Linked DNA regions of Anas platyrhynchos: region 1 is linked to region 2. Evidence: chromatin contacts called from public Hi-C data. All regions are on one chromosome and are shown on one strand. The core of a region is the stretch at or near the end of the contact, and the rest is flanking DNA. Distances in the headings are between cores, read along the strand shown.

Region 1 (2,700 bases), core at 120-2,619, 81 kb before region 2:
TTACACCTCTTGTTTTTTACCCCAAATAATTTTTTTCCTTTCCTTCACTATGACCTATTCCCTCCTGAAGAACCCCATGAGCTCCCACAGAATGAGAATTCCCCATGCAACAAGTAAATATATGGCTCAGTTACAAGCAGAGGATGCATGCATGGCCATTCCAGTTTTGTAGGCATTCCCTCAGATATACTTCACCTGATGGTGACCTACAGATATGTAATCACCCTAGCATCATTGTCTGCCAGCATCCATTGCAAACTGCGATCCAGTTTTGAGCCTGGCAAACACATCAGTAAATCACCATGATTAGAAAGGCCAGTTTAAGGCCATATGCAAGGAAGGAAACAGAACAGAGTTTTTCAACATGCACTCCGTGGCACTCCCATGCAATGAAATGTAGTAATTCCAGACACAAACATACATAGCACCACGCTCATTTGCAGAGTGAGTAGAGAAGGGTAATATGGAGCTTGCTGGCTTCCCTGTTGTACCTTATGTAGAAGGTGGATTCCCAACAGCAGCAGGCAGATGGCCCACTTCATGTGCCAGCCTGAAGCAGCATAGCTACTCACACTGCTGGCTGTGTCCAAAAAAGACACTGGAAAGCCTGCCATGTAGGATCATTTCAGTAATGGTTCTCACTGGGCTACCTAACTGATAATCTTCTCCCCCTGGTATACACAGCAGAACCACAACTCAGTGCACTCAAAGCTACAGGAGCCACTGTAAAACTTCACAGTAAATTAAGTACAATTAGCAGAACAAACACCACCACTGCTAGCCTCATAGTCTTGTAATTACTCTGACAGCACTTATTATTTGGACCATTTCTCAAATCGGTGGACTTTGTAAATGAATATCATCATAAATAAAGTCCTTTTCCAAATAGAGTATCCCTGGGTACAGTGGAAACTTGAGGAAGAGATTTGATCTTCTAGTTGAAGGAATCTCATAAAGTTCCTGCGCTGAAGACAGTACCCATCAGACTCTGTCAAGTGAATGCCAGAAAGAGAGCTACAAAGAGAACCCATGACCTAGTTCTTACTGACTAAAGCAGTGTTTAGATGTTGCATTTTTGAGTCATGTCCAAATGGTGTTCTGATACCATTTGCAGGAGACTGCAGGAGAAAATCTGGCTGGAAAACAGGATTGTGTCAGACTGCCCATTTCCAGCAGCAGTTCTGTTGGGTTGGTCCTCAGTGAGTCTGTGAAACTCTGTCATTATGGGATGATGTAAATAAAGTGCACAGCCTTTTACACACAGCTTAAAACAGATTTTCCCACTGATGCCTGTCCCTATTCATTTTTGGTTGGTGTTTATGAAAGCACTCCACACTTAGCCTTAGGCTTGCATTGAACATCCCACGCCTAAATAGTGTACCTTGATAAGGAGCCAGCCTGGCTAGACCAAATACTAGTGTTCAGTGTCAGAGGTGCAGCCTAGTGGGACTCTGGAGACACAACACACTTGCAAGATCATCACAATAGTTATCTTGTAACCAGATGTGGGATGGCTGGCATTTTTAGCATCTCAAATTCCTTCTGAATCCAATGGAGTCTGTCCATCTCTGCAGCTTCTGGGAACTTGTTAACTCTGCTGCGGTTTTGGTACACAAATACAGATGGAGGTGACTGAGCTCAGTCAGCAAGGCTTGAAATACTGTGACTAGTACAGCTTACAGTATAATTATTTGGAAAGGTTCATCACCTTTCCTACTACGCTGACTTTACTGAATGACAGTGTGGTGACAATTTGTTCCATTTTCTACAATAGGATAAAGGTGAACTCAGGACTCACCTGTTGAGAGCATTGAAATGCCTAAGTGAAAGGTGTCTGGAAATGACAAGATCTCAACCCAGAAATAAGCTGTAGTAACAAAAAGATTACCATTTGTGATACTCACCTCTGCTATGCAGAGGCAAGGCATGGACAAGTGCCTGGAGGGATAAATAGCCAAATTTGTGAGAAAAGATAGAAAAGAAGGAAATTCTTCATAATTTAAGTAGTGTTTTTTGACTCCTTACTTCATAGTTTACTACTTCTGAAAGTTTCCAATGTACTTAGACTTAAAACTTTAGATAAGGGAATTTAAAATGCATTTGTTATTCAGACAGGAGGGGCCACTAGGTGGCACAAAAGTTGCCCTAGTTTCAGTATTTTTTTTTTTTCAAGACTGGAAAATGACCCTCCAGGAGGTGAACTACTTTATACCTACAACACTGTAATTCAGTCATCAACGGAAATACATGGATGTTTAGCAGGCTGAAATTCTTTAAATCCATTCTGTACTGCTGCACTGTGGGGTTAGTGTGGTTCTATTATTGTTCTCCACCCCCAAAACAAAAACAAAAACACAAAAAAAATGTTGGTTTGCTTTTAAAGAAGTGATTGATTCAATGTCATAGAAAGGAAAGCAATTCTGTAGAATAAGAAGAGAGGGAAAAATAAAAGCAATGCAATATTTTTTGTATTACAAACCAAAGATGCAAACCCAGAAAAAGTTGACAGATTGATTGTACAAAAATGTGAAGGGAATTATGATGTGCCGAACAAGAACATTGTGCACTGCTGTGTAGTAGAGCCTAGAGAAAGCCCCCATTGGCAAGACGCCCTGACTTCAATGATGTAAGATTTTTTTTTTTTAGAAGGGGTGACAGTGACATTAGGAAAAGGAAGAAGAAAAACATATATAGCAGGAG
Region 2 (2,700 bases), core at 11-2,510:
AGGGCTACACCAAAATACACTGCCATTTTCAAAGCAGAGCAGCTTTTTAAAACTCAAGGTGCTTTGCAGATGTTAATATAAAAAAGCAGATTTTTTTTCCGCAAAAGGTGAAAAATCCACTCATGGTTTCAGGATTCTTACCCTTTCAGATGAAGGCTCTGTGGCCACTTTCAGAATTTTTCTGCAACAGAAGGTACAAATCTAAATGTCGCCTTCTATCAAGACAAGTGTTTCAGTGAAGAACCAGGACACTTGTCAGGATCATCTTATTCAAGATGATTAACACAGCCCTGAGCCTGTATTTTGAAATTCTCCATACCAGGACAAGATTAGCTCATTGCTTTTAGTAAGAGCACTAGCTTGGCATTTAGTAGTCTTCTATCAAGAATTACATTTTGGTATGCTGGACAAATAGGTCTGCCAATTAAAAATTGTTTTAATTTCTAACATTTATGAGAGGCAGAGATATGATACTTGCATCAGAATATCTTCAATTAAAAAGGTGATTAAAGCGTGTCTTTAACAAATTTTAATCATAGAATCATTAAGGTTGGAAAAGAGCCCCAAGATCATCTGGTCCAATCATCACCCTGCTAGCAATGCCACCCACTGCACCATGTTCCCAAGCACCACGTCCAACCTCTCCTTGAACACCCCCAAGGACAGTGTCTCCACCACTTCCCTGGCAACCCGTCCCAGCACCTGACTGCTCTTTCTGAGCAGAAATGTCTCCTCGTTTCCAACCTAAACCTCCCCTGGTGCAACTTGAGGCCATTCCCTCTAGTCCTATCACTAGTTACCTGTGAGAAGAGGCCAACCCCCAGCTCCCTGCACCTTCCTTTCAGGTAGCTGTAGAGTGAAATGAGGTCTCCCCTGAGCCTCCTCCTCTCCGGACTGAACCACCCCCCACCTCAGCCACCCCCCACCAACACACCACCGAACACCACATGAATTTATTAATTTTATTTATTTATTCATTCATTTATTTATTTATTTATACATTTATTTATTTCATCAGGAGGTAACCGCCGCCTTCGCCGCACCGGGCTCCCACACACGCAGCGCTGCCGTCCCGCCGGGAGGCGCGGCTCAGCGCCCAGCGCGCGCATGCGCAGCACACCAAGTGAGGGGAGCGCCTCCTCTGCGCAGGCGCCCTCCGCAAGCCGAAGGACACCCACAAGCCGGAGAGCCCCCCCGGCGCGTGCGCGGGCTGAGCCGAGCGCCCGATTGGCTCGCCGCTCTCCCGCAGCCCAATAGCGGCGACGGTTGCTAAGGGGGCGCGGCGTCCGGCCGCCCAACGTGCTCGCCGGTTGTTGGCGGCGGCGGTTGCGAGGGAAGATGGCGGCGGAGCTGGCGCTGCTGGAGGGGACGCTGGGCCTGCGGAACGGGACCAAGTACGGCGCGCAGGGGGAGCGGCAGGTGATGGGAGCCGGCGGGGTCCCCGCGCCGCGCCAGCCCGGCCGCGGCCCTTCCCTGGGCGGCTCGGCCTCCTCCCCGCTCGCTTCGTGCCCCGCAGGCGCAGGGCCGCGCTGCCGGCCCCCAGCCGCGCCCCCTCTGCCCGCCCGTCAGCGGCTGGGAACGGGCTCGGCCTGCGGGCAGCGCGGCTGTGTGCGTGCTGGGGTGGTTAAATCCTGGGCCAGCGGTCAGCTCTTAATGTTAGAAATGCAGCCACGGCAAAGAGCTGTGGCTGTTAAATGCCTTCTCGAGGTAGCTGGCTGGGTGTTTTTGAAGCTCACAGGGAAGCATTGCTTTGTGTGATATAAAAAACAAACGCGGGGGAGTCACAAACGTGTAGCAGCTTTCACGTTGCTTCCTCTCTGCGATGAATCACAGAAGCATTGCTGTTCATTTATGCTTTTGTGTGTTTTCTCTTTTCTTGTAAGCATTCTTTGGTTTCAAATATAACAAGCTTCCATAAACATGTAACAGTCCAGCTGGTGTTTTAATGCTTTTGCTGTAAAGTGTAAGTCTGAAGAAGTGGGTCATGAAATCTGTCCATGGTTTTTCTGACTTCAGTGGAAAAACAGAACAGTCAAGGACTTTGCATAAAAATGTGAAACAAATACTGTGCTTCAAGTTTGCATTGCATATTAATTACATCTGAAAGTGGACAGTGTCTTGTGTGGTCATTTGATGCCATAAGTGGCTGAATGGGTTTTAGGCTGCTGCAGTGAGGTTCATTTCATTTGTGACCCATAGTGGCTCTGTTTCCTTTCCCACTCAAAAAGGCTTGCAGTACTTGTTCTATTATTTCCTATATCTTCTAAAGTAATATCTTAAGACAAACTGACTTGTTTACTAGTACCTTCTTTTATACCCCAAAAGTCTGTGTGGTGTGTTCAGTCAATTCTGTACAATTTGGTTCATTGTTCTTTTTTTTTTTTTTTTTTCCCTCTTTGGAGCAATATTTGTGATACAGTAGCAAGGATCCAGTTCCAAAGTCAACTTGTTTTGATGTTCTCTCAAGTTTAATATGTTATGTAACTTACTATGTTGCCTTCAGAAACTCTGCGTATCTAACTCACATTTATGCTTCTTTGTAAAATACAAGAGATGTCTTTTTTCAAATCTTAATCAGTGTTTATGATAACAGGTATCTTCACCTTCAGCATTTAAATTTAAACACTTTAAAAGGCATATTCTTGCATGCATTTTTGTTCTTACAATTAAATTGCATTAAAATCACTTTAACATAGTAGC

Evidence for each region. Hi-C and Micro-C count contacts between places; a contact is called where the count stands out from the background.
Region 1: a contact with region 2 is called in a Hi-C map of skeletal muscle, with 4 times the contacts expected there. The contact joins the enhancer-like site here to the promoter of EEF1E1 in region 2. A contact is called at or near these places in 2 of 8 Hi-C or Micro-C datasets (skeletal muscle and small yellow follicle).

Annotation. Positions count from the first base shown.
Region 1 is chr2:90,470,955-90,473,654 of IASCAAS_PekinDuck_T2T, reverse strand. No RefSeq gene overlaps it. Among named protein-coding and RNA genes, the nearest start is that of EEF1E1, 81 kb to the right of the region's middle. Within about 2 kb of position 1,369, at least 3 of the 8 cell types and tissues checked have an H3K27ac peak or open chromatin away from gene starts, as enhancers often do. A contact at or near this core is called in small yellow follicle, where this site is marked.
Region 2 is chr2:90,389,663-90,392,362 of IASCAAS_PekinDuck_T2T, reverse strand. EEF1E1 (eukaryotic translation elongation factor 1 epsilon 1) reads left to right here and starts at 1,260. Exons shown (of 4, transcript XM_027451599.3): 1 at 1,260-1,419. The coding sequence starts at 1,339.